7 separate regions of the Mus musculus genome follow, and all the other regions are linked to region 1. The links are chromatin contacts, called in public HiChIP or PLAC-seq and promoter capture Hi-C maps. All regions are on one chromosome and are shown on one strand. The core of a region is the stretch at or near the end of the contact, and the rest is flanking DNA. Distances in the headings are between cores, read along the strand shown.

What was found. Promoter capture Hi-C pulls out the DNA fragments that hold promoters and counts their contacts. HiChIP or PLAC-seq counts read pairs in DNA pulled down with a chosen protein or histone mark.
Region 2: a promoter capture Hi-C map of pre-B cells shows a contact between it and region 1, with 4 times the contacts expected there. The contact joins the promoter of Marchf2 here to the promoter of Zfp472 in region 1. A contact is called at or near these places in 6 of 39 promoter capture datasets (the 3T3-L1 cell line, cranial neural crest, embryonic stem cells and 3 more) and 3 of 115 datasets of contacts at active chromatin or transcription factors (the 230-238 cell line, astrocytes and embryonic stem cells).
Region 3: an H3K4me3 HiChIP or PLAC-seq map of pro-B cells shows a contact between it and region 1, with 4 times the contacts expected there. The contact joins the promoter of Kank3 here to the promoter of Zfp472 in region 1. A contact is called at or near these places in 2 of 39 promoter capture datasets (embryonic stem cells and liver) and 5 of 115 datasets of contacts at active chromatin or transcription factors (embryonic forebrain, large pre-B cells, neural tube and 2 more).
Region 4: a contact with region 1 is called in a FOXA1 HiChIP or PLAC-seq map of pancreatic cancer cells. The contact joins the promoter of Cd320 here to the promoter of Zfp472 in region 1. A contact is called at or near these places in 5 of 39 promoter capture datasets (the C10 cell line, the SN4741 cell line, hippocampal neurons and 1 more) and 1 of 115 datasets of contacts at active chromatin or transcription factors (pancreatic cancer cells).
Region 5: a contact with region 1 is called in a promoter capture Hi-C map of embryonic stem cells, with 2.7 times the contacts expected there. The contact joins the promoter of Angptl4 here to the promoter of Zfp472 in region 1. A contact is called at or near these places in 4 of 39 promoter capture datasets (embryonic stem cells, hippocampal neurons, liver and 1 more) and 3 of 115 datasets of contacts at active chromatin or transcription factors (astrocytes, embryonic forebrain and large pre-B cells).
Region 6: an HNF4G HiChIP or PLAC-seq map of pancreatic cancer cells shows a contact between it and region 1. The contact joins the promoter of Tapbp here to the promoter of Zfp472 in region 1. A contact is called at or near these places in 3 of 39 promoter capture datasets (the 3T3-L1 cell line, liver and pre-B cells) and 1 of 115 datasets of contacts at active chromatin or transcription factors (pancreatic cancer cells).
Region 7: an H3K27ac HiChIP or PLAC-seq map of microglia shows a contact between it and region 1, with 4 times the contacts expected there. The contact joins the promoter of Ephx3 here to the promoter of Zfp472 in region 1.

What each region holds. Positions count from the first base shown.
Region 1 is chr17:32,963,131-32,967,138 of GRCm38.p6, forward strand. It overlaps Zfp472 (zinc finger protein 472), which reads left to right and starts at 2,701. Exons shown (of 4, transcript NM_153063.3): 1 at 2,701-2,799. The coding sequence starts at 2,779. It also overlaps the pseudogene Cyp4f41-ps.
Region 2 is chr17:33,716,972-33,720,948 of GRCm38.p6, forward strand. Marchf2 (membrane associated ring-CH-type finger 2) reads right to left here and starts at 1,706. Exons shown (of 5, transcript NM_001252480.1): 1 at 1,575-1,706.
Region 3 is chr17:33,809,180-33,812,876 of GRCm38.p6, forward strand. It overlaps Kank3 (KN motif and ankyrin repeat domains 3), which reads left to right and starts at 1,344. Exons shown (of 11, transcript NM_030697.3): 1 at 1,344-1,386.
Region 4 is chr17:33,841,057-33,845,136 of GRCm38.p6, forward strand. It overlaps Cd320 (CD320 antigen), which reads left to right and starts at 2,035. Exons shown (of 5, transcript NM_019421.3): 1 at 2,035-2,235. The coding sequence starts at 2,115.
Region 5 is chr17:33,780,069-33,783,790 of GRCm38.p6, forward strand. Angptl4 (angiopoietin-like 4) reads right to left here and starts at 1,507. Exons shown (of 7, transcript NM_020581.2): 1 at 995-1,507; 2 at 715-825; 3 at 462-579. The coding sequence starts at 1,324.
Region 6 is chr17:33,916,890-33,920,750 of GRCm38.p6, forward strand. Tapbp (TAP binding protein) reads left to right here and starts at 2,589. Exons shown (of 8, transcript NM_009318.2): 1 at 2,589-2,835; 2 at 2,982-3,161; 3 at 3,360-3,620. The coding sequence starts at 2,799. Zbtb22 (zinc finger and BTB domain containing 22) reads left to right here. Exons shown (of 2, transcript NM_020625.3): 2 at 1-2,436. The coding sequence ends at 1,910. It overlaps Gm19412 (predicted gene, 19412), which reads right to left and starts at 3,607. Exons shown (of 2, transcript NR_168019.1): 1 at 3,181-3,607; 2 at 2,400-2,737.
Region 7 is chr17:32,187,855-32,191,499 of GRCm38.p6, forward strand. It overlaps Ephx3 (epoxide hydrolase 3), which reads right to left and starts at 1,616. Exons shown (of 7, transcript NM_001347341.2): 1 at 1,181-1,616; 2 at 932-1,017; 3 at 557-714; 4 at 322-450. The coding sequence starts at 1,594.

The sequences.
Region 1 (4,008 bases), core at 1,451-3,950:
CTGACAGTATCAACCTGTTACCTCTCTGTTGCAGAAAATCTTCTCCCAAATATGCTCCGGCAATGAAAACACAACAGAGTTAATATGATTACAAGCTGTGCGCCTAGATTGGGCAGACCTGCTGCTACACTACCATCTTCCACCTTTATGAGACCCCTTAGAACTTGCGGTTTCTCCAGGCCATGTGCTTCTGCTCCGTTTTTCTTCTTCTTCCTCCTCCTCCTTTGCATCCTCTCCCTCTTCCATTTTCTCCTTTCTCCTTTCTCTCTCTCTCTCTCTCTCTCTCTCTCTCTCTCTCTCTCTCTCTCACACACACACACATACACACCCCTTCTGATCTACCTTTCCTTTTATCTGTCCAATCATCAGTTCTCCTTTACTTTACAAATTAAGGTGGGAAGCTGAGAGCTGACTCATTCCTTGTTCACAACCACTCAAAGGAGAACAGAATTAACAGCAAATATAATTAGCCCCAGGGCTATCCACAACACCTCTTCCATTGAGGGGTTGCAATAGTGGTGGATCATTTTGTCAATTTAGATGGATTAAGGCACTTAGTGATTTAATCAGGTGCATCTATATGTGGTAATGTCAAGTGCTTTGTGGCCCTCAGTGGTAGAGCCCATGTCTGGCATTCAAGAGGTCCTGGATTCCTTCCTTGGTACTGTAAAAGGAGATGATAACCTTGGTTAACATGAATGGGGCTCACCCTTTAGCTGAAAGGCCACGAGAGCAGACTTTTTCAGTGAAGACAAAATTCTGCTCTGTGTCTATAGCCTCAGCATGTGTGAGTTTCTGCTTGGATCTAGAGGCTCTACAGGGTTTGAACTTGTCAGTCAAATAACCACATGGATCAAGAAGGCAGGCATGCTACACATGTGTAATCCCCTCCTCTGAGAGGCTGAGGCATAAGGAGTATAAGTTTAAAGTGAACCTGGGCTATATACCTCAAGTTAAATATGAAGCATATCTTCAGATAAATATATATGTAGATAGAATGCAATTTAGTCAAAAATCTGTGGCTTTAACAAAACACCCTGGATAAACAGTTTATAAGGAGGAACTTATTTTGGCTCTTGGTTTTAGGTCACAGTCAGCTGATCTCCTTGGTTTAGGCCTGAGGTAAAACAGAGGATCATGGTGGGAAGCCCAAGGAGTCAAGTTGCTCATCTCATGGTGGCTGGGAAGTAAATAGATAAATGTTCATGCTTGGTTGCTTAGGAAAGGGCTAGAGTTCCAATACTTGCTTCAAGGGCACATCTTTCAGGACTTTACTTCCACTCAGCAGCCCCCCAATCACTAAGTTTCCATCACCTCCAAGCAGCATCCGCGGACCATATCTTCAACACACAAGCTTTGGTATTTAACATCAAACCCCAAACTAAAAATTAAGTCATTTTATCCAGCTATACCGTTCTAGATATACACGAAGAGAGTAAATGTCACCATGTAACTAAGATTCCTGCACACATATTTATTGCAGCATTGAGCATCCAAGTGATGGAGTCACCCAAGGAGCCTAGCAGTGGAGGAACAAATGGATAGAATATATGTGGTATTTATGAAAGTGAAGTATTATTCATCCACAAAAGAATGTTGTTTGCAAAAAAAAAAAAAAAAAAAAAAACACGGAACTGGAGATCATCATGTTAGGGAAATGAGCCAGGCTCAAATCAACAGATATTACATGTTTGCTTTTATATGATGAGCCTAAGTAGGCAAAATGAAAGTAGAAGGATGTTTATTAAGGCAGAGGGATTTTTAAAAAGCCAATCAGAGTGAACATAATCAAAGTTATTTCACAGAGGAATTTAAACAGAAATCAGTTTTGGTTTGCTATCATGGCTTTTCCCAGCTTACTCTGATTGAAGAGCAAAGGATTTATTCAAAAGTGACGTTATGACACTATTTGTATGTCGGAAAAAAAAAATACCAGGAAGAGCCCGCTGAGCCCAAGAGGCTGTGAATGGGGCTGGAGAGTTGGTGGATAAGGGCGCATGATAAACACCTAGGACTGGAGTTCAGATTCCAGCACTCACGTTAGAGATCCCCTGCACATTTCTGAATCACTATCTATGAGGACGGCTCAAATAAGAGGATCGCTGTGGCTAGCTGGCTTCCATTATTAGCCAAGGAAACCCGAGCCCCAGGTAAAGTGATGAGTGAAACAAACAAACAAACAAACAAACAAACCCTGCCTCAATGGAAAAGCGAGTGGACTTCTGCCGTCTTCCGGCCTCAGTGAGCACTCGCGCACACACGGATTCATCCACGTAGACACATAAAACTAACAAATCTTTCAGAAGCCCTGGACCTGTGTGTGGTGTAGACGGGAGAATTCTGACTATATAGCTCTGGCTGACTCGAAACTCAATAACGTAGACAAAGCTAGCGTGGAACTGGTATTAAAAAGTGCACCACCACTCCCGGGCTGGAAGGTGTTCTGAAATGTGATAACCCTCCAGGATGAAATCACATTTATTTCGGAGAAAAGGTATGAGCTTGGACAGGGCAGTTGTTGCAATCTGTACTTACAGACCCATTTCGGTGGTAAGCGTTGCTGAACCTGATAACTCAGTTCTAAGGAGTTGGGTCCGGAATAATTCACGAACCAGGGTGACTGTTACTCCCCTGAGCTATCCAATAAGAAGCACGGATAGTGGAGGGTGGCTCCCTTGCCGCCATATTTGAGTTCCGGGTAGCTGGAGGGAGGAGAGTTGTGCTTGAGCTTCCCGGTGCCTGTTCTGCCGACTGCCGCTCAGTAGGAAGAACGCCTGGATGCATCAGAAGCAGGAAATGGTGAGTGTGCCCTGGACTCTTGGAAGGTGGGCGGAGGGTTCTGACACTGCCACGGCTTTGCTGTAAGGTGGCGCCGGCTCCCCGACGTGTGCAGCAATTTGAGATGGACTTTGGGAGTGCCGTCAACCCGGGTGCACTTGAGTTGTATGCTCTGTTAGCGGAGTCCCGTCCTGTCCCTTCCCTGTGAAGCTGCTTCGTCCCTAGTTTCTAGTCCTCCCATGACGAGCCTGCGCCGCGAACCCGAGCCTCCGCTGACATTGCAGCTGCCAAGTTGGTGACGCCGCGTCCAGACTGCGGTGAAGGCACGTGGGTGGTGTGCACTGTTTTGCACTTTTTCATTTCCTTGTTCCCTGCTTTAGTTTTACACTGTGGTCATCCTGAAGAGAGGCTCGTGCTCGTGTGTTCTCTCTCTCTCTCTCTCTCTCTCTCTCTCTCTCTCTCTCTCTCTCTCTCTCTCGGCTTCTTTTTTAAAGTACTAGGGATGGAACCTCAGGTCTCATGCTAAGCGAACGCTTTACCATAGACCTGTAGACCTGTATCTCCATCCCTCATCCTGAGTTCACAGCTGGATTTGTTAGCTGTGATAGGCAAAATTCCCTATTTGTATGTACTGATTAATTAAGCTGATCATTTCTGAAGTAAAGGTTAGATTTTGGAGACCTTTTCCAAAGGAAAGTCTCGATAGCAGTGAAAAAGCCCAGGGCAGGGAGGGATTGTGTTGTTCTGTCCGTTTATACGGGATTTCACTGGGTACCATTGGCTGGTCTGGAAAGAGTTATGTAGACCAAACTAGTCTGGAACTCTAGATCCTCCACAGTGCTACGTGTGTTTCTGCTCATATGGGAGGGTATTCTGGGACTTGGAAGCCCAGGAGCCATACATACAGCTCTGAAGGGAAAAGGTGTCCCAATGAGGACATCCTCAAACACGGGAGCCCAGGAACCACACAGCTCTGAGAGGAAGCCTCCTCAGCAGTTCCCAGAGGAGGGTATCCCCAGCTGAGCTGAGGAGTTTAGGAGCTTACAGGCTTCAGCTGCCCTTTCTCTTCTCTTCTTTGCTTCTTTTCTTCTTAGCTTCTTCTGATGAGAGCCACTCCAGGCAGTAGATCTTATAAAGGAGACTTATTGGAGAGAAAAATGGAGAGGGATGGCTGCCCTCTGCTCCCAGAGCTGACTGACATGGGAGAATTGGACAAAGGGCAGGACTTGG
Region 2 (3,977 bases), core at 456-2,955, 750 kb after region 1:
AGACCCAGGTTTGGTTCCCAGTACCCATGTGGTAGCTCACAACTGCCTGTGACTCCAGTTCTGGGGAATCCAGCACTTTCTTCTGACCTCTGAGGGCTCTTACATAATACACATAAATTCACAGAGGCACACATACATTTAAAAAAAAAATGGTATGGTGGCACACAAGCTTAGTCCCAGCACCTGGAAGGCAGAGGCAATCCAATCTCTAAGTCAGCCTGTTCTCCGTAAGGAGTTCCAGGACAGCCAAGGCTACAGAGTAAGACCTCAAAAATAAAAGAACTAAACAATACCAAAGTTACACTAAATAACCCAGCGGAACCTTGAAGTCTTCCTGCCTCAGCCTCCAGAGCACCTGACCTAACAGGCCTGTACCACCATGCTCCATGCCCTAGGCACTTTATTCTGCCTCTGTCACTGATACTGTATGTCTTGATTCAAGTTAATTTGCTTTTCTGGGCCTCATCCATCTCTTTCTTACTTTAGGGTGTGTGTGTGTGTGTGTGTGTGTGTGTGTTGTTTTTCTTGGCAGTACTGAGATAAAACAAGGGCCTAGTGCATGCTAGGCAAGTACTGAGCTAGACCCCCAGTCCAGAAACTAAGTTCTAATCCCAGAAGCTCTACTTCCTATTTGCTGTATGGCCTTGGGCAACAGCTTTAACTTCCCTGAACTTCAATTTACTCATTTAGATGAAAGGAATTACTTTTAATACTTCTACCTAGTATGTTTCCCACTAACCACATTAATTCTGACTACAGAGTTTTTTTAAAAGTGTTTTCCCCAGGCATGGTGGCGCACACCTTTAATCCTGGCACTCGGGAGGCAGAGGCAGGCGGATTTCTGAGTTCGAGGCTAGCCTGGTCTACAAAGTGAGTTCCAGGACAGCCAGGGCTATACAGAGAAACCCTGTCTCGAAAAACAAAACAAAACAAAAAAAGTGTTTTCAATTATATTTATTTTGCTTGTATTTTTGCATATGTATGTGGTGTATATTCATGCAAGGGTGTGTCTATGGAGTCCAAATGACAACTTTCTGTTGTCAGTTTTTCTTTCACCATATGAGACCTCAAGACTGAACTCAGACAACAAGCACCTTGACCAGCTGAGCTATCTTGGCAGTCCCTGACTACTGTTTGAAAAACAACATTTTCAGTACAGTGCACTGAGTAGCTTTTTGTGAAGCGCCCCAACTCTTTATAATGTTAATAATCACCCAAACAGAACCGTTATGAAGAGGGTTTCAGAGTGACATTAGTCACTTATTGACCTCCTACTGTATGCCAGGCGCTTTTCTCATCAGCCATTTCCTAAATCATGTTGGCTCCGAGATGACCCACTTTTCCTAGATGGGGAAACCGAGGCTCACAGAGGTTTCTCCTGCGTGGCGAGGCTCGGAGACCTCTCACCAACCTTGAAATGATAATTGAGGTGCCTGCGTCCTGAGCAGGGCTAAGTAAGGCCAAGGGTAGCGCCCTATCTGTCCCGCTCGAGTACTCAGCCGGAGGCTCGAACCCGGAACCTGGGAAACCTGCCTACATACTCGGGTCAGGCCCATTCGCTGTTCCGTGCCTACCTGTTCCGCGGCCGGGCCGGGCGACCGCGCAGGCCCCTCGGTTCTCCCTGGCCCGGGTCCCGGCCCGGCCCGGCCCGTCAGCAGCGGCTTGCTCCGGCTCCGGCGAGCACCTGCGTCCGGGCACCGCCCGCCGAGCAGACAGCACGGCGAACCAATGAAGACTGCCTCTGAGTATCATCTGCCAATCAGCATACACGCCCCGCCCAAGAAGGTGGGGCCTTCAAAATACGGGACGTCCTGGGCGGTCCAGGCCCCGCGGCGCCGCAGCTTCTGACTCCGCCCCTGCTGCGTTCTGGCTCCACCCCCAAAATGGACCCCGCCTCATCCCAGCTCCTCCCCCATCCCAATCTCTGGCTGTAGACTTGCTGCCAGAGCCTGGAGCAGAACAAAGGCGAGCTTAAGTAAACAACTTCACACTTGCCAAATAACTTCTTTCCGCCTTCTTCTCCGCTCCCCCCGGCCCCCGTTTGTTTGTTTGTTTGTTTGTTTGTTTGTTTGTTTGTTGTGTTTTTTAAAGACAGTTTTAATGTAGATCAGGCTAACCTCGTACTCACTCTGTAGCCAAGGATAACCTCTCTGATCCTCTGGCCTCCACCTTCCCAGTTCTATCGGGAGCTAGAATGGAATGAAGTTTTTCTTCCGTGCTAGGCACAAACAGTGTGAACTGAGCTACATTTTTATCACACTTACCAATCCTAGGGTGGCTATGATCACATTTTGCAGAAGGAAATCCGCCCAAAGGGGTTAGAGTTCTGTGGAGGAAACTAAAGCCATCATCATTTACTCATCAATTATTCAAGCAAGACATACATTCAAAAAATGGAGCAACAGATGGTAGAAAGAGCTGTTGAGATAGATCAGCGGGCAAGAGCTCTTGCATGGCAAACATGAGGATCTGAGTTAAAATCCCCAGCATCCACATAAAAGAGCTGAATAGGGCCTCGAACTCCTGTAACCTCAGTGCTGTAGATGGTGTAAACAGGAAGATGGCTGGGGTTTGCTGTCTGCCAATCTAGCACTGGTTTCAGTGAGAGAACACTTAGCAGTACTTGCCTAGCATACACAAAGCCCTGGGCTTGGTCATACATGCCTATAATCCCAGCACCCAGGAAGTTCAAGGTCACCCTCAACTACACAGAAAGCAAGGCCAACCATATGAAGGAAAACCAAAAAGATCAAAATTCTGTAGGAAGCATTATTATGGTCCAGGCATGTGCAAGACCCTGGGGACACATTAACTAATATAAATATTGTGAGACAAACATTAGCGGTTTTTAATCATTGTGTTTGCTTATTTGTTAGAGACAGGTCTTACTGTGTAGCCCAGGTCCTGCCTCACCCTCACAAGCGTAAGATTATAGGCATATGCCACCACAGCCCCACGTTATTAGTATGAATTATTATTCTTACAATGCCTGTGATGGAGCCAGCAGCCTGATACATTAGGTAGGTGCTCCACCACTGAGCCACACCTTAAGCTTCATGGTGGTGGTGGTGGTTATGGTGATGCTGATTTGGTTTGGTTTGGGTTGGGTTTTTGATAGAGGGTTTCCTAAAGCCCAGTGTGGCTTTGAAGTGGATATACAGACAAGGATGACCTGGAAATCCCGCTTCCAAGTTCTAAGTGTGGGCATGCCTGGCATGAGTCACCACGCCCGGCTTTAGTAACATTTTTTTTAATTTGCCCACAGAATATGAACATATAAGAAACAATGTAGAATCACTTTTGTTCAGTTCCAACAGCAACAGTAAAAAGAAGTTTAAAAAGTTAGATGTGCTGGCACAGGCCTTGAAGACCAGCCGTCAGAGACAGAAACAGGCAAATCTCTATGAATTGTAGATTCTGTGAGGTAGGCCAGCCTACTTGACACAGCCATAGTGAGACCTCCTGTCAGCAGAAAAAGAAAAAAAAAAAGCATAAAACTCAGAAATTATAAATCAGGAGTATTTCGCTCACCCATGCCTCGTAACTATCATAACAAAAATTACTATTGAAGACACTGAGACTTGACAAAAATGTTTATTCAAGGACATTTGCTGAACAATTTTTGCACTTTCTCAGACTGATATCACTCTTGTTATTGTTCACCATCTCCAAGGATATCTCCTTCTCATTTCACTCTTACAGTATTCCCCTTGCCTCTACCTCTCCGAAATGTACTTAGTCTGCAGTGGTACACATCTTGCCATCTTGTAGCTCTCCATTATCTGTCTTTCTTTATTTTTGCTTTGTTGTTCTTAGCTGAGACAGGATCTCAGGTATCCTAGGCTGGCCTCCAATTTGTTGTGTAGCCAAAGAGGGTTGCTCTTGCCTTTATCTCCTGAGGGCTGGGATGGCAGGTCTCCATCGCCACTCTGGAACCCCTGGCTTTATGCATGCTACGCAAGCACTCCGCCAACTGA
Region 3 (3,697 bases), core at 94-2,593, 840 kb after region 1:
CTGTCTCTGCCTCCCAAGTGCTGGGATTAAAGGTGTGCACCACCACTGCCCAGCTAAAAAGTTTTATTGATATATGGTATGTATGTGCATAGGTTGATGTATATAGCACACTATGGAGATCTGAAGACAACTTGTAGGAGTTGGGTCTTTCTTTGCATTACATGGTCCTAGGGATGAAACACAGATCGTCAAGTTTGGCAGCAAGAACCTTTACATGCTAAGTCATCTCACTGACCTTCACAAATGTAATTTTAATTTATTTCTGTGACAATTTTTTGATCTATAATCTCAGTATGTTTATAAGTACACCTGTATGTGTCTATTATATTTACATTATTTTCATCTGTCTATCTGTCTCTGTCTGTCTGTCTTCCTACCTATCTATTGTGATAGGTGCGCTAGACAAGTTCTGTACCATTGAGTTAGATATCTCCAGTAGAGCAGACATTTATTAAGTAACTAGTGTATGCCTGAGGCAGTGGATAAAAAGTTTCCTGATCCTAAAATGTCTAGTAGGGGTGATGATAGTAACCTTGCCTTTCTACTAATGAAAATTGCTATTTAGTTAATAAACCATTGCTATGGCAATGATAATGACTAGGGAAAGGCTGTGCTAAGGATTCTGTTTGTTTTTTGTTTTGTTTTCTTGTGGCACATAGATTTCAGGGGCACATAGATTGAACACTTAGAAATATAGGAAAGTATCACATATAGATAATATTTCTTTTTTTTTTTTTTTTTTTTTAAAGATTTATTTATTTATTATATGTAAGTACACTGTAGCTGTCTTCAGACACTCCAGAAGAGGGCATCAGATCTTGTTACAGATGGTTGTGAGCCACCATGTGGTTGCTGGGATTTGAACTCCGGACCTTCGGAAGAGCAGTCGGGTGCTCTTACCCACTGAGCCATCTCACCAGCCCCCAGATAATATTTCTTAAAGTGGCACAATATATGCAAAGTTCCTGCGGTGGACAAGATCCAGGCTCTTACGACTTCAACAAGACAGTAGGAATTAAACTCGTTATATAAATCCCATTAGAATAGTTTGCTTAGATTTTTCCTGTAGCTCCCTACTGTCCTGTGAATGAAACCTCTTTTCTTACTCCTGAACCAGGCAGGATTTAGAGGTAGCTGGCTGAGCAGCATCCCACTGCCCTGCTCTGATCTTCTCAGATTCTACTGTAGGCCCGCCCTCAGGCGGGTCCCCACCCTGCCCCCGCCCAGATGGCTCACTCTGTCTTACAATTGGATAGTTCGGTTAGATTCGTGCTCTGGTTGGCTGAAAAAGCCGTCAGTTAGGGGTGAAAGCCTTGATAACCCGTGCGGAGCTTCGAGGGGGCGGGCTCGGGTGCGGTGCGGGCGCTGCCGGGGCTTCTCATTCAGGTAAAGTCAACCACGCGAGTCCTGGAGGGGAACAGTGGACCCAAGTGTCCGGGAGGGGTGTGATGCTTTTAGCCCCCTTCTATGGGTTCTGTGCGTTGCAACGGGGTGGGCGCCGTGTCCTGTAATGGTGACCATTTGGACATTGGGAGCCTCAGGTGGTTTAAAGCCGACCGGAGAGGGGGGACCCTAGATTATTAGGCAGATCGCCACCACATGGCCATCCAGGACCTAACCAGAGGAACTTGTGCGCATTTTAGTCTCCTAGATGCCTTAGGGGACCCTTCCCCAGAGTTGGCTTGAAGACCTGGGAATGGGTTTCTTGCAGTGGGGTGGAGTGGGCGGATGGTACGGAAACGGTGTTGGAGGGAGGAACGGATGTCCCCCACTCCCCGGACCTACTGACAATAGCAGCGGATGGAACCGCCCAGCGGTTTTTCCTGTAGGAAACTGCCCTGTCTTTTCTAAGCGGACTTGGTTCTGTATGTTTGGGGAGGTGTGTGTGTGTGTGTGTGTGTGTGATGATTCAAGGACCCCTTGTCCTGCCATCATCTAGCTCTTTCCCCCATCCTGCGTTTGAGAATCCTATCCCAACATGAAGGGCTCCCACCTAGAGCCTTATCAGTAAGACATAACTTCTTCAGGACCTCGGGTATGCATGCTCTGTGTCCTGTCCTTCAGGTTTCCTGATGACAGCTCTCCTGATCACAGCTCTCTAGACTGATCGCAGCTCTGTGTCCCGAAATAGTCCCAGGGCTGGGTGTGGGGGCGTGTGGCTTCAGCTCTGACAGCCTAATGAGGGGGTCTCAGGCAGGGGATCCGGATTTAACTTTGATAGCCAGGCAGTGTGGGAGATATGAGGGCAGCTACACGCCCTACTCCGGGAGGCATTGGCTTGTGTAGCAGTCTAATGTTGGCTTGCCCCACCACACTCCTTACTCCCAAGGCTGGAACTGACAGCTGTGAGCTGGGAGGGTGATATGTGGCCTGGGTTCCCTGCAGTTTCTAGGGGAGCAAAAGGGAATCTTTCCAAAAGCGCCTATTATCCTAGTTACCTGAGAGGTCCAGGTAGGATGATTAAAAGTTGAAGGCGCCGGGCGTGGTGGCGCATGCCTTTAATCCCAGCACAGGCAGAGGCAGGCAGATTTCTGAGTTCGAGGGCAGCCTGGTCTACAAAGTGAGTTCCAGGACAGCCAGGGCTATAAAGAGAAACGCTGTCTCGAAGAAAAAAAAAAAAAAAAGAAAAGAAAGTTGAAGGCCTGCCTGAGAGCTGCAGAGTGAGTTCAACGCCTGTTTAAACAATTGAGTAAAGGGGTCAGTGAGATGGATTGGCCAGTAAAGGTACTTGATCAGGGAATGACATCCTTGTTGCATCCCTGGGATTTACTCGTGTAAGGAGAGAACTGACTCTATAGAGCTGCCCTCTGCCCTCCACTCTCACCCCATGGCATCCTTGCACCCACCCACCCTTCCACCTCCTACATAAAATAAATAAAATGTAAAAAAAAAAAATTAAAAAGGGGTTAGTGGTGTAGCTTAAAACTCACCTAGCTTCTGTCAGTGGGGCTGAGGGCAAAAAAAAAAAAAAAAAAAAAAAAGCATTCATTTGGGCGTAGTGGTACATACCTGAAATCCTAGCATTCCAGAAGCAGAGACAGGGGAATCTCTTTTTAGAGGCCATCCTGATTAGCAAATTTCAGGCCAGCTAGCTCTCCATAGTGAGACCCTGTCTTAAATACATAAAATAAAACAAAAAGCAAACAGGGCAGCACTCAGCAGGGAGAGGCAGAACAAGTTCTTTGAGTTCAAGGCCAGCCTGGTCTAGATAACATAGGGAGAATTTTTCTCAAACACAAAACAGAACAAAACGAAGCTGATCCATATGTAAAAGAGGGAAACTGAGGCTGTGGCAGTAGCTCTCTTATTACAGTATTTGTTTAGTGTGCATGAAAGCCTTGTGCTCCATCTCCAGCACTGCACAAGCCAGGTGTGGTAAAGCACACGTGATCATCTCAGCACTCAAGGGTTGGAGGGAGGGGAGTTGAGTTCACTGTCAACTATGGAAGGAGTTGGAGGCCAGCCTAGGCTTCCTGAGACCTTGTCTCAAAACAAAACCAAAGAAAACAAAACTAATGGGCTGGAAAGATGACTCAGTGCTTACGGTTGAGTACGACCCTTGTCATTTGATTCCAGCTGTCTTAGTCAACTCACACCTGTGACTCCAGCTCCAGGGGAGCTACAGCTTTTGGCATCCATGGGCAAATACCCACACACAGCCCCAAACCATCCAAATTAAAAGCAAACAGCAACCCTT
Region 4 (4,080 bases), core at 785-3,284, 880 kb after region 1:
ATGTTTACCATTTTGCTGAGACATTAGCCACACCTTGGCCTCCTGCACTCTTGCTGTCTCTGATTATCATGGAGTTATTAACTTTAACAGGGAGGACATTCCTTGAAGGAGGAATGTAATATACATAGTTATACAAACAAGCCTTAAGCTCTGCACTCATGGAGGCCTATGCCTGATGGCCGTGTCCCAGGGGCAGGTAGCACCCTACCAAGATCCTGATCCTCAAAAGTAGGATGATCTGGGGGGTGGGTATGGGGGACCTTTGGGATAGCATTGAAAATGTAAACGAGGAAAATACCTAATTTAAAAAAAAAATGGGAATGGGTGGGGGGAGGGGGGGACTTTTGGGATAGCATTGGAAATGTAATTGAGGAAAATACATAATAAAAAAAAAAAAAGAGGAAAAAAAAATGTAGGATGATCCCCACCCTCCCCTGGGCTGTCTTACTTACCTCTGTCTGCATCCCTCTCTGCCTGAATACCATTGCCTTCTCCAGAAATTGGTGAGGCTTACACAGTACACTCCAAAAGTAGTCATAACCTCTAACATTTACGGTGGTAGAGAGGCCATCCATCCACAAGCAGCACCATTTGTGTGAAAGTCTGGACTTCTATGTAGCCTTCTGGTCTACATTCTGGGAAACTTAGCCATTTGAAGGTTAGTGACTTGCCTTCCAGCCTTGTTGGGAGGTAGTGTCATAGATTCTTTTTTTTTTTTTTTTTTTTTTTTTCTTTTTGGTTTTTCGAGACAGGGTTTCTCTGTGTAGCCCTGCTGTCCTGGAACTCACTTTGTAGACCAGGCTGGCCTTGAACTCAGAAATCCACCTGCCTCTGCCTCCCGAGTGCTGGGATTAAAGGCATGCGCCTCCACGCCCGGCCAGTGTCGTGGAATCTTAAGGTAGAGCTATGGAAAACGTAATGTGAAGAATAAAACACTAAGCTGGTACATGACTATATCCCCAATACTTCGGAGGCCAAAGCAAGAGAGAGGATCACTAGTTTCAGGCCAGCTTGGGTTACCTCAGACCAGCAGAAACCACAACATCACTAGCCACATTGGATAAGCTGACTCAATGCATTCAACTGTGGAAGTGGGATGAGAAAACCCAAGGCTGCCAATCTGTATCAATTACAATTAATACAATTGTAGTATCAATCTACCAGGCCCATGTTAGAATAAATGTTTCTCAAGTGTGTGAGAACTAGAAGTTAATGAGGTTGGGATGGGAACCAAGGAGATGGTCAGTCCAGGTTCGAAGCCAGTAACTGTTCACTCATTTGATCATTCCATCATTCCCTCACTATTTTCGCCATTCATCAAAGGAAACCAACATCCTGGTTCGCCTGCAGCTGGCATTCTAGGGGGCAATCAAGACAATAAAGCTAAAATAAGTAAAATCCTTAGGTGGCACAAAGGAGGGACCTGCTGGGGAGTGTTCACAGGGTGTGGCTGCCATATTCATTGGGACCATTGGGCAGTGATATTTGCAGTAGGCTACATGTGAAGTTTAGGTCAAAATTGCTAAGTTCATTTATATCCCTAGAAGGTTTATTTTTATTTTTGGTTTTTTGAGACAGGGTTTCTCTTTGTAGCCCCCGGTGTCCTGGAACTTACTCGGTAGACCAGGCTGGCCTGGAACTCAGAAATCTGCCTGTCTTTGCCTCCCAAGTGCTGGGATTTAAGGCGTACACCACCACTGTTCAGCAGAAGTTTATTATTTCAAGTTAATGTGGTTATTTTCATGGAACTGGGGATTAAACCTAGAGCCTCCTGAATACTACTAGGCAAGTGCTCTACTACTGAACTACTCCCCGAATTCCTGTTTTTTATTCTGAGGTAGGGTCTCCTTTAATAGCCTAGGTTGGCTTTGTTCTTCCTCAGCCTGTAGAATATCTGGGAGTTACAGGCCTAGGTCACCAAACACATTAGGTTTTACTGCTAGGAAGAAGCCAGGAGGAGCCCTAAAATCAAAGTACCCTTGTATTCGGGTACTTACGGTCGCAGGCTTGCTTGCGCCACTCCCCCCTGCCTTTGTGTGCGCGTGCGCGAGAATCAGCGCGTCCTTCTGACTGAGCGGCTGCGGCTGGAGCGGAGCAGTTCGGCTAGCTGTTGGATGGCGCGGGGCGGAGCTGGGCGGGCAGTGGCCCTGGGCCTGGTGCTGCGGCTCCTCTTTGGTCTCAGAACAGGCCTAGAGGCCGCTCCGGCTCCGGCCCATACCCGGGTCCAAGTCTCCGGTGAGTGAACCCCCGTTTCTACACCGCTTTTGATCCCGCCTCCACGCGCTGGCATCGCCTCACTATTGGCTGCGCCGCCCATCGGTCGTTGACACTCCCCCAGCACGCGTGTTTGGCTTTAGCGTGGGTAGAGTGGAGAGAATCGGCCCTCTGTGCGTGCAGAGGGGACCGCCACATGGGTGCCTTCTCCTGTGTTCTGCTCAGCTTCCTCCCTTATTCCTGCGCTGTCCCTAAGTCACCTCCAAGCCGTCCTTCAGCTCAATGTGGGCTGGAAGGCTTTTGTTTCTGATTTTGACCTCTCACCACGCAGGGCTGGTCACCCGGTACCTTCTTGCAGCAGGTATGCCTTCCCGAAACCTTCAGCCCTGAGGCTGCAGTTCTGTGGCTGTTCTTTCAGCACCCAGAGCTTCAGTTTTTCCTTGTATTCCTGCCTCAGAGAATGGAAGGAAGAGCCCTGGAGTGTATTTCCCCTGTGAACCCCAATCTTGGCCAGGAACCTGTCCCGGGCAGGACGAGGAGGCCCGATTGTGACCACTGGCCACTACTGACCATCCACTCTGTATGAGAATAGGTCTTAACTGTTTCAAGGTTTTTTTGGTTTGTTTGTTTTTGTTTCTGTTTTTAGGTTTTTATTATGTTTTGATTTTTTTTTTTTTTTTCCAAACAGGGTCTCACTTTATAGCTCTGGCTGTCTGCAACTTGCTATATAGACTAGGCTGGGCTTGAACTCCTAGAGATCCACCTCCCAAGTACTGGGATTAAAGGCAGGCACTAGTTCCCCTTTTTTTGAGACAGGGACTTACTATATAACACAGGCTGGACTGCTGTTTTCAACTTGTGCCTTAGGCTCCCCAGCACAGGGATTATTAGGTATGGACCATTGTATTTGGCTGTTTATGGATCTGTACCCATAAACTACCCCTCCTCCCACTTTCGGCTGTTTTGTAGCTCCAAGCAGTCTTCTTGTTCCAGCATCCCAGGAGCTGGACTTACTATTGAGCAACATTAAGTCTGGCCTTAGTATTCCTCTTTTACAGATGAGGACATAGACTGGGAGGAGGAATCATGGGTCATCCTGACTCCTGTCTGATTAATTGCCCCCAAGAGGTATAGGGTCTGCTCTGCTCTGGGCCCATTCCAAGAAAATACAGAGTCAGGAAGAGAAGGTCTGAGTTGGCAGGACTGTGAGTTGTTAGGCATGGAGAGGAGGCTATGCTGGGCAGGAAGGGGTGGTGGCCAGGGCTTGTATTCAGTTCTTCAGCTCTCTGGAGCTTCTGAACTGTGTGGTATGCAGGTATAATTGCGTTTGACTACAAGGAGAGGGAGGGAGGGGTCTTGGAGGCTCTGGCTCTGTGTGTGAGGTAGGAAGCTCTAAAGGCTCCCTCCTGTCTTTGTTCATTCCTTCCTGCTGGCCCAAGTACCAGGTCTCTTCACTGCCTGCCCCTCTTGATCAGCAAACAGCCCCGGCTTCCCTGGAAAGGCTTAGGTTTTATCTGGGTCAATGTGGACCCTCACATGACTTGTTCACACACTGTCAGGCACTAGACATGGCCATGAGGCCACGTCCCTGACTTTCACTGAGAGTGTTCAGTCAATAGGAATATGGATGTTACTAGTTAGGGACTGTTGTTTGTGGGAGGCAGAGCTTCCTGGGGAACATGAGACACTGCCCAAGATATAAACTAAGATCTGAAAGCTGAAGAAGAATCACACCTATAGAGTGGAAGGACAAGGTGGGCTGTGGCTGGGGTATATAGCTCAATGGTAGAATGTTTGCTTGATGTGCAAAACGGTCTAGACTCCTCTTCCTCTGAATACAGAGTGGAAGAAGGGCCCTTGGGTTGT
Region 5 (3,722 bases), core at 257-2,756, 820 kb after region 1:
GGAGCCGGGGTGGGGGTGTGCTTACTCTGGTTTTCCCTTTTATAGTTACATCAAGAGATGTTGGAGGGTTCCAAACCTCGGGAACGCACACACATCCACACACAGCCCTGGATTCCTTTGCATGATGTCCCTGAGCTACACCACCATCTCCCAGAACCCCTGAAACTTTAGCTCCTTATGATCTGCCTTCCTCTACTTGTTCTGGTTAACGGCTAATAAGATTTTGGGAAGATTCTTGCTGGGAAAGAATGGTGGGGTGGTCTGGCCAAGCAGGATCATAAGTGAAGAGGGTGCAATATATAAAAATACCCTTGATGAGAGCCTAGTGAGCCCACAGGAACCCAAGGCCAGAATCTCTTTCTTTCCTATTAAGGTGGACCTGACAAGAAGGCTAAGGATTGGAATGGCAAGTGGGGTGGTTGGGGAGTTGCCAGATGACAGCAAAGACCAGAGATACTCACTGTGTAAGTGGGTGGCGTTGGGAGTCAAGCCAATGAGCTGGGTCATCTTGGGAAGCCTCTTTCCCCTCGAAGTCTTGTCTACTCCATTGTCTAGGTGCGTGGGGGCCAAGAGGTCTATCTAAGACCGGGCAGGAAACGGGTGGTTAGATCTTTTGACTCATGCCATAACAACTGCTTAGCCACATTTCATCACTACATTTCACCCCCACTTTGTTTCCTCTTTCCCATTTGGGCCAATTGCTGGGGTAATTACCTGGCTCTGAAGATTCTGTATTCTCAGATTCTGCTTTGATAGGTATCTCTGCTGCTGGGCCACCTTCTGGAACAATTGCTGGATCTTGCTGTTTTGAGCCTTGAGCTGAGTCTGAAGATATGCAAGGCTAGTGAAGACCTGGCTTTATGTCGGCAACCTCCTCTTATTCACCCTCCCTTCTACCCTTTCACAGTCTGCTCTGAGGCCCTTCTCCACCCAGGTCCTGGAGTACTAGACTCGTTAGTCTAAGTAGAGTCAGAGTCCTAGTAGATGCGCCTACCTGCAAACTCTGCAGAGTCTCAGGAGTCTGGCCTTCAGGGACTCTATCCTCGGAGTCTTTGAAGGGTGCATCTTTTCCCTTGGGCCCCTGACAAGCGTTACCACAGGCAGCCATGCGGCGCTCCAGCGCGCCCAGCTGCCCACGGGTGCGCTCCACGTGTTCGCGCAGCCCATGGCCGAGCTGTAGCAGCCCGTGAGCCAGCAAGTTCATCTCGTCCCAGGATGCAAAGCGCGGTGGCTCTGGCTGTGCAGGGCGCCCTTGCGCGCTCAAAAGCCCCGCAGTAGCCGCGCATAGCACCAGGGCAGCGCCTGCTGTCGGAGCGCAGCGCATGATTCTGGGGGTGGCCTTGGGTGCAGCAACGCTAGGACTCCGGAACGCAGGAGTTCAAGACCCAGCAGCTGGAGTTCTGGGGGAGCCGGCTCAGACTTAGACTTGCTCTGGTGCAGAAGAAGATCTGGAGCCCGTAGCTCATAAGCGTTTCACGGTTGCACCTAAAGCCCCACTTTATAAAGCGGGTGTGGGAGTGGGAGGGAGAGCATTGGAGGCGGGGCCCGGGGGCGGAGCGAGTGGCCAAGTTTTAGGGTGCAATGCCACAGGCTTTGTAGTTACGAGTGTGTGTGTGTGGCGTGTGTGTGTGTGTGTGTGTGTGTGTGTGTGTGTGTGTGTATGAAGAGTTCTTGGGGATGGCTGCTTCGCCTTCCTTGCGACCTAATAAGCGACGTGACTGTCTGTGCACTGCATGGTTCATCCTAAGGCCGGAAATTCCCAGCCCTAGCCCGCATCCCAGCCCGGTTCAATGGAGGAAAGGGCGTACAAATCAGGACGTAGATGCCTTCTTTTTTTTTTTTCCCCTTCCCGCTACGTGGATGCCTTCTTGACTGACCCCTTCTCAAGTCAAAAGCAAAGTAGGGCAGAGTTACGTGGCAGAAAGTTCTCTCCCTGGTAGGCTGAGTTCAGATGGCAAGTGGGGGATTACAGAACCTTGCTCTCTGCCTCTTAGAGGCTTCCTGAGATCTTTAATCCACAGACCAGGCGGAACCCCTGCCCCCACTCTCACTTCCACCACCTTTCTGGCTCCCACGCTCTTTCCAGCTCAAGCATTCGTCATTGCAGATGTGTTTGTGAGGATCACTAACACCCTTGTTCAATTAGTCACCTCTTCCTGGCCAAATAGTCAATAGCTGGGATTTCTGTCTACATTGTAGAGATTGCAACCCTAGGCTTCCTCCTGTTGCCTGTCCTCCACCACCAGGGGTCTTGGTGTCCAGGAATTTACCTGCGTTAAAGGAGGATCAGTGTCTGAGGACAGACCTGTCATCCCAGCTCTTGGGGCATGGAGCAGAAGAGTGTGGAATTCATCTTGAGCTACACAAGTGAGTTTAAGAGAGCCTGGGCTACTCTGAGCCAGGTCTCCAAACAACAACAGCAACAACAAAACTGGTGGCACGCACCTGTAAACCCATCACGCAGGACACAGGGGAATAGTACAAGCTACAAGCTAGCCTGCTCTACATAGTAAGTTACAGACCAGTCAACGCTGAAACAGCAAGACCTTGTTTCAAAACAAAACAAAAACAATTCATAGTTATGCATACTTTAACTCCCAGCACTGCAGAGCAAGAAGCAATTGGAGGAAGCTCTGTGAGTTTGAGGTCAGCCTGGTCTACATAGTGAAGTTCCAGGCCATCCAGGAAGAAGACCTTGTCACAAAACAACAACAACAACAACTAAAAAAGCCAGGAGGAACTGGAAATCTATCTTACCAGTTAAGAGCATTTACATCTTTTGCAGGGGATCTAAGTCCAACAGCTCACAGTCACCTATAATTCCAGCTCCAGGAGCTATGGTGACTTTGACCTCCTCAGGCACTCACACACATGCACACAATTTAAAACAGTCATTTAAACATTTAAAAAGCAGGCTGGAGAGATGGTTCAGCAGTTAAGAGTACTGACTGCTCTTCCAAAGGTCCTGAGTTAATTCCCAGCAACCACATGGTGGCTTACAACCATCTGTAATAGGATCTGATACCCTCTTCCGGTGTGTCTGAAGACAGCTACAATGTACTCATATAAATAAAATAAATACATCTTTTTTAAAAAAAATTTAAAAAGCAAACAATCTAGAGAACATCAGCAAAGATTTCCCTTCCACACCCATCCATTCATTCACTCATTCCATACAGCCTAGATCCTGTACTGAGTTTTTTAGTTTGTGTATAAATCCTACCTTTGAGCAGGGGAGAGGGACAAGGCAGAGACAAAAGAGGACTGGGGTGGGGCAGACAGCTTTCCTTGTTTATGCTGCCTGGTTAAGTTTTTATTCAACAAGTTTGCATTGGTGTTCCTTTTTCTGACAGTTCCCCTGAAGCCTGGCACAGAAAACCTGTCTGACAAGAAGACCCTTAGGGCAAATTGACTGAAAAACCCCCAAGTTGAGTCAGCAGGGCTGGGAGCCAGCAGCAAACCTCTGGAATCTGAAACTGCATGCCTCAAGGCTGACATGCAGGCCACTGCTTGTACACTTGACCAGCTGGGCCTTTTGCCAGGCTGATCCCAGCAGCAGTGACAGGCAGACAGGAAGAGTAGGCAGAAAACCCTCAACAAGGGATGAATTCATACATCCACCATCTGTTCTCTCCAAACATCAGCCTTTGGGCACAGCTCATAGCCATTCCATGCTAGTCCATGTGCCATCTCCTTGTCCAAGTCTTCTTGCCTCCAGAGAA
Region 6 (3,861 bases), core at 1,339-3,838, 950 kb after region 1:
CGTCTGCTCTGTCACCCAGTGGGGCCACACTCCCACTGCCTCTGTCACTGGCTCCACCGCCACTGCCTCTGCCGGCAGCTGCAGTGGTACACGTGTCCTTCCCTGAGGTGACCAGTGCCCTCCTGGAATCCCTCAACCAGCAGCGGCTCCAGGGTCAGCTCTGTGATGTGTCCATCCGCGTGCAGGGACGGGAGTTCCGCGCTCACAGGGCCGTCTTGGCTGCCTCCTCTCCTTACTTCCACGACCAGGTCCTACTGAAAGGCATGACTTCCATTTCCCTGCCAAGCGTCATGGACCCAGGCGCTTTTGAGACTGTCCTGGCCTCAGCTTACACGGGCCGCCTCAGCATGGCTGCTGCGGACATTGTCAACTTCCTCACAGTGGGGTCGGTCCTCCAGATGTGGCACATTGTGGATAAGTGCACTGAACTCCTTCGGGAGGGTCGATCCGCAGCCACTACAACCACTGTCACTACTGCTGCAGCCCCCTCTGTCTCTGTCCCTTGTGCCAGTGTCCCATCAGGGAATGGGGGCACTGTCGCCCCTGCCACCGTAGGCTCTGTCCGTTCCCATACCTCCAGCAGGGCCAGTGAGAATCAGTCTCCCAGCAGTAGCAACTACTTCAGCCCCCGGGAGTCGACTGATTTCTCCTCTACCTCCCAGGATGCATTTGTGGCCTCAGCAGCAGGTAGTGGGAACCGTCGGGATGGTGGCCCGGTGTTCCCAGCCCCTGTGGTTGGCAGTGCGGGTACCACCTCCGGGAAGTTGCTGCTGGAGGCCGATGAGCTATGCGATGACGGTGGGGATGGGAGAGGGGCCGTGGCCCCCGGGGCTGGGCTCCGGAGGTCTAACTGCATGCCTGCCAGTGCAGTGCCACAGAAACACTGGGTGTATGTGAAGCAAGCTAGAAATTGCCCTGCACCAGCCTCCCTGGTCCACCAAGACCCCGATCTAGAAGATGAGGAAGAGGAGGAAGATCTGGTGTTGACTTGTGAGGATGATGAGGATGAAGAAATGGGAGGCGGCTCTGGGGTTCCTGCAGGGGGAGAGCCCGAGGCTACCCTCAGTATCAGTGATGTTCGGACCTTGACCGAGCCTGCAGACAAGGGGGAAGAGCAGGTCAACTTCTGTGAATCCTCCAATGACTTTGGCCCCTATGAGGGTGGGGGCGCTGGGGCAGGGCTTGATGACCCCGGAGGACCCACCCCTTCCTCCTATGCCCTCACCCACCCTCCACGACCCCTCCTTCCATTGGATGTGCCGGGCAACCAGATCTTGGTTTTCCCATCCTCCTCTTCACAGGCTCCAGGCCAGCCACCAGGGAACACAGCTGAGCACGGGGCAGTGACCCTCGGGGGCACCTCTGCGGTGGGGCTGGGCATACCAAGTGGCTCTGGTGGGGCTCCTGGAGGGACAGGCAACAGCGACGGGAATAAGATCTTTCTGTGCCACTGTGGGAAGGCTTTCTCACATAAGAGCATGCGGGACCGGCACGTGAATATGCATCTCAACCTGCGACCCTTTGACTGCCCCGTGTGCAACAAAAAGTTCAAGATGAAACACCACCTGACCGAGCACATGAAGACACACACGGGCCTCAAGCCGTACGAATGCAGTGTCTGCGCCAAGAAGTTCATGTGGCGGGACAGTTTCATGCGTCACCGGGGACACTGTGAGCGTCGGCACCGGATGGGTGTGGGTGGGGTCGGATCTGGACCGGGTCCTGGACCTGGACCCGGGACACCTTCTGGGCCAGCATTGCAACCCAAGAGGGAGTCTTCCACAGTGGGTGGGGGCAGTGGCGATGAGGCAAATTCGGCCACGCCCCCGTCCCATAGGCGTGTCTGGTCCCCACCCAGCGTGCACAAAGTGGAGATGGATTTCAGTGGGGGTGGAGGTGCAGCACACTGAAGAGCAGGCAATTGGGGAGCTTAGTCTAAGAGCAATGGCTCCCGGGGTTTCCCCCACCAAACAGTCTTCCCTTACCTCGGTGGACTTGTATATATTCTAGAGAAGGGCGTGGGTTGCACCGTCGCCAGCCCGTTCCATTCCTCAGCCCCTTCCTCGAGATCTCTGGAACTAAGCTGTGTTTTTGCTTTTCCCCTGAGCACACCAGAGCCCCACCTTCACGGAGTAGTGCCAACAAGGTGGGGGAATGGAAAAGGGACCTTTTGAGCATCCTAGAGTCACAGAGCCAACAGTCAGGTTGTGCTAGTTTGTGCCTGAAGTCTGTGTTTGTGTTGTGGGACAAGGCCTTTGAGTCTTAACGATTGTCCTTTCTCCTCTTGAAGGATACGCCCCTTATTTCTGTACTACCCCACCCTTGCCATGGGGATCCCAAATTGGGTTGTCATGAAAGTGGGTGGACACAAGGTGGGAGCCGCGTAGTATAGGTCTTAATTTTTAACGGTGATTAAAATATTTATTGGTCACTTCACTTGGCTTCCCAACACCCCTCTGTTTGCTGGGACCTGGCACAGGTCTGGGAACGCGGGAGTGTGGTTTTAAGGGAGGTGGCGCGGAGAGGGCACAGCAGGAGGGCGGAGTCTAGGCTGATAAAGGGCTCAAAGTTGGCGCAGTCCGGTGAGCCAAGGGGGTGGGTGCAGGGCGAGGAGTGGCTGGAGAGCTACAGACAGGGTTTCGGCAACTCTGTTTGGCCCCTGTGGGCGGCGTTCCTCCAACGCGCAGTCACGCCCTCACCTGACCAGATCGGGGAATTTCCAGTTCCTCACCCCAGCCTTAGAAGGAAAATGAAAGTGAAAGGGGAAGAAAAGACTTGGTAGGAGAGATCGTAGCACCATGAAGCCTCTGCTCCTGCTCGTCGCTGTGGCACTGGGTGAGCAGACCCCATTTCTTCTTGTTTAGGAATAGACACACTGGGAAGGAGAGGGAGGAGGTCCCATGGCGGGTCTGAAGGGGCGGGCCGGTCGCCGGTCGCCGGACATCCTATGGCCCTCTGGTCACCGGAGCCCCTCTCCCCAGGCCTAGCGACCGTCGTCTCCGTCGTCTCGGCTGGACCAGAGGCGATCGAGTGCTGGTTCGTGGAGGATGCAGGTGGGGGTGGCCTGTCTAAGAAACCTGCCACACTGCTACTGCGCCATGGACCCAGGGGACCGCCGCCCCGGCCAGATCTTGACCCAAAGCTATACTTCAAGGTGGATGGTGAGTCTTCGGGACTTACCTGCATCTGTCGCCTCCTCTTAGCTCACGCAGGGACGCTGGGCCTCAGTTTTCCCTTTTGTAAATACGTTTGGATGCTCTCTAAGTCGTTCACTACTTTGCTAGTTTGTGCCTTCCGGCCTGTGTGTAGTCAGCACATTTCCAGTCCGGGCTACCGTTACACCCTTTTCGGTTCTGCAGACCCGGCGGGAATGCTCCTGGCCGCCTTCAGGCGGTACCCCGCAGGCGCCTCCGCCCCACACTGCGAGATGAGCCGCTTCATCCCGTTCCCTGCCTCGGCGAAGTGGGCTAGAAGTCTGAGTCCGGAGCAGAACTGCCCGCGGGCCCTGGACGGGGATTGGCTGCTGGTCAGCGTATCCAGCACTCTCTTCAGCCTCTCCAGCCTGCTGCGACCACAGCCGGAGCCTCTGCGGGAGCCTGTCGTCATCACCATGGCAACAGGTAGCCGCCGAGAGGCGCGCGAGATGGATGGGTAGTTTTTAAGGATCTAGATGGGCCAGTTCGGCGACTCGCCAAGAGGTTTGAATGGGTCATTTCTTCAACTGGGGATCAGTATATATTCTTTTGTTAAGGGAAGGGAGTTGGTTAGATTTTATCTTCACCCTTCATTGTAGGCTGAGAGTAAAATTGAAACCTACTGTGGTTTGGGGGCGGGACTTTGCAGAGGCGGTCATGGTGTCGG
Region 7 (3,645 bases), core at 366-2,865, 780 kb before region 1:
TTCCCTCCTTCCCCTCTCTCTCTCTCTCTCCCTCTCCCTCTCTCTCTCTCTCTCTCTCTCTCTCTCTCTCTCTCTCTCCCTCTCCCTCTCTCTCTCTCTCTCTCTCTCTCTCTCTCTCTCTCTCTCTCTCTCAATGCTGGAGAGCACACCTTTTCCCGCTAATATAGTAAACAAATGTGCAACCACTTAACTATACTCCATCACCTCCAACCTGAAAGTGCTCAAGACAATTTACATTACTCCTAAGTGTACTAGCATTTATCTGGATCCCCGTGCCAGGTCACAGGTGAATACACGGGCTTTAGGCATAGTCCAACACACCTTGGATCACTGACATGGGAGGACCATTGGCCACAACCATACGCTCCACTAGGGATGGGTAGTAGATGGAGAACTCCCAGGCAAGGGAGGCCCCCCAGTCGTGGCTCACGAGGATGCACTTGGAGTACCCTGGTGGTGGGAAGAGAGAGACACAATGGTATAAGATACAGTAGGGATGAGGTAGACGTGTAGGAGTAGGTCCCAAAAGGAGCAAAAATGAGAAGATGAGTCATACCCAGGCCTAGGATGGTATCCTTGATGTCATCCAACAACAAGTCAATGGTGTAACAATCCACTTCCTTTGGAGCATCAGAGGGACTATAACCACGCATGTCTACAGCCACGACATGGAAATGGCTCTGAAACTCTCGCAGCTGGTAGCGCCAGCTGAACCTGTTGGGTAAGGGAGTTGGGAGTTTAGTCAGCAGAATGCACCTCCTATACCCAGCTTTGGGCCATCCCACCTTTCTGCTCTGGACTTCTTAGGAAGGAAATAGTGGAATCCCAGGATTACTCAACCCTACCGGTTCCCATTTCCCAAGTACCTCATAGTCAGAACTCTACCTTTCCCTAGTCCAGTGAGCATCAGGATCCAGGGGCCCAGACATACCAGTTCTCTGGGAAGCCATGCAGAAATAGCATGAGTGGCCCATTGCCATGACCAGCAGAGACATAGTGCAGACGCAGGCCGGAACTCTGCAGAAGGACCCAATCTAAGTAAGAGCTGAAGGGTAAGGAAATATGGGAGCTTCCTCCCGAGACTTGAACACCCAAGGATGTTCCAGATCCGACATTTCAACCTCCTTTCTTCAATCCGCATCCGCCCCCTGAAACCTACCTTCACGGGAGGAACACTCACCCTGAGGGTTAGAAAGCAATGCTCGCCCAGCGTGGGGTCTCTCAGGCACTCTGGGGGAGACAACCTCTGGCGGCCGCAGCAGCCCCTGCGAGGACGGCACATCACATGGGTGAGCGCGATGCAGCTGTAGACAAACGCGGCCACCAAGGCAGCCAAGTACACCAGGCTCATCACCAGCGCTCGCAGCAGCTTCAGCGAGAGGCGTGAGGGTGCGAGTAGCGCTGTCACCACAAACTCCGGCATATCCTTGCGCTCTGGGACGACTACAGAGCCGCCGTGGTCGGGAGACTGAGCCAGGGGTGCTGGCGCCAGCAGCCCACCACCTTTGTTTTGGGATTCCACCGTGCTATCGGAGTCCACTGGACCGGTCGAGGAAACAGATGCGCGGCTCGGACAGATACTGCCACCTCTCATGACTCACTCTAAAGTGGCAGCTAAAGTACCTGGGCAGAACGAGACACTTAAGGATGAGGGGGTTGGGGGTGGAGCCTGCGAGGACCTGGTTTCGGAGGTTGCGGAAAGAGGGACCGTGGGCGGAGCCCTAGGACATGCTGGATGGAGTTTAAACAGGAACAGAGAATTAAAATTTCTGTAGCAGGTGGCAGTGTTCAGGACCTAGAAAAGGCTCGGCAGGTAAGAGCACTTGGCAGCACACCTGCCCATCTAACTTTGATCCCAGGGAACCACAAGTGGAAGGAGAGGACTGACTCTCAACTGTTCACACATATACTGCAGCACATGCACCCCTCTATGCTTTAATCTCAGCACTCAAGAGGCCGAGGCAAATGGATCTCTGAGTTCAAGGGCAGATGATTTATATCTAAAGTTCTAGACTAGCCAGAGCTACAACCCCCCCCCCCCAAAAAAAAAAAAAAGCCACTGGCAAAGCTCTAAGGAAGGAGAGTTGAATCCAGGACGAAGGAAGGGAGGAACTCTGAGATGGGTGGAGCTTGGAACTCTGAGATGGGTGGAGCTTTGATCAAAGGAGCGAGGCATATCTAAGGTAGAGGTTAAGGGGTGTGGCTTATGAAGGAGGAAGGGGAATTAGGTGGAGTCTGTATTTGGATGAGAAAGACTGAGGATAGGTTTGTTGGCTTGGGTAGAATCTAGACCCAAGAACGAGTCTGTTCTGGAGCTGGAAAGGGGCAAGAAACTAACGTGAAAGTGAGAGTTTAACAAACCCAGAAGTGGAAGAGCAAATAACGTTACATAGCTGGGAATTGTAGGTAGGTGTGGGCAGTAGGAGTCTCACCGTTTGCCTTCCAAGCTGGAGGGCTTGACCTAGAAGACCCTGCCCTGAATGAGACCCATTGTCCTGGTTCCAACCCTTCTTTGTCCTCTCGTCCCGTTGGCTTAGGGGGTCCATCATCCAGCGGGCACTGGTTTCTAAGGACAGGTGGGGCTTAAGTGCTAAATTGCCAGAGTTGAAGGCCAAGCTCAGATGACAGCCAAGGGCAGACCCTGCCTCCTAGAGAACAGGCTGGATTTGAAACCTGGAGTTGGCCTGGGCATATTGGATTACGGAGGCTCTGGTTGAAAGAGGAAATAGGGCAGTGCCTAGCATGACGGGGCATGGTGTCAAGCAAGAATTGTGTCTCAGTAATGAGTCTGCTTCTCTTGCAACCTTTCCCAAGATCTTAGACTATTTTAGGGACACCCATTATTTAACCCTAGAGTAGCCCTGCATTATCATATCCTCACAGTACAGATTATGAACCTGAAATTTGGGGGTGAGGTCATTTTGCCTGAAGTCATACATCTGGCTTAGCAGCAAAACAACGTAGACATAGCCATCTGTGCTTCATCCAACACCAAGGCTACTGGCAAGCTTTCAGAATCTCTTCTGCTGGTTACTTAGATATCTAGAGGAATATTAGGTATTTAGAGAGATACACTTCCTTTCTTTTTCATCTTTAAAAGTATGTATTTGAAGAACAGTCCTTTCTGTTGTAAAGAGCTCAACTTGATGAAATTCCAGAAGAAATTTCATTTTAAAAACATTTTAGACTTTAGACACATTAAGAGAACAGTCACAGACTCTTTAAATCAGGAACAATGATAACATAATGCCCTGTCATATCTGGACCTAAAGTTACAGCAGCCTGTCATATTTACAGAAGTAGCAATAAAATCAATACTGTGAGTAACTTCATTTAAGTGTCTGTTTTGCTATTTTATCTTGGCCTGGGGTATATTTCAAAATTAATGTGATCATTAAGGTCCATTACATTGTGTCCAGGACAACAGTCATCATTTCAGCAATCATCACTTTATTTTTTTAGGATTTATTTATTTATTATATGTAAGTACACTGTAGCTGTCTTCAGACACTCCAGAAGAGGGCGTCAGATCTCATTACAGATGGTTGTGAGCCACCATGTGGTTGCTGGGATTTGAACTCAGGACCTTTGGAAGAGCAGTCAGTGCTCTTACCCGCTGAGCCATCTTGCTAGCCCCAGTAACCA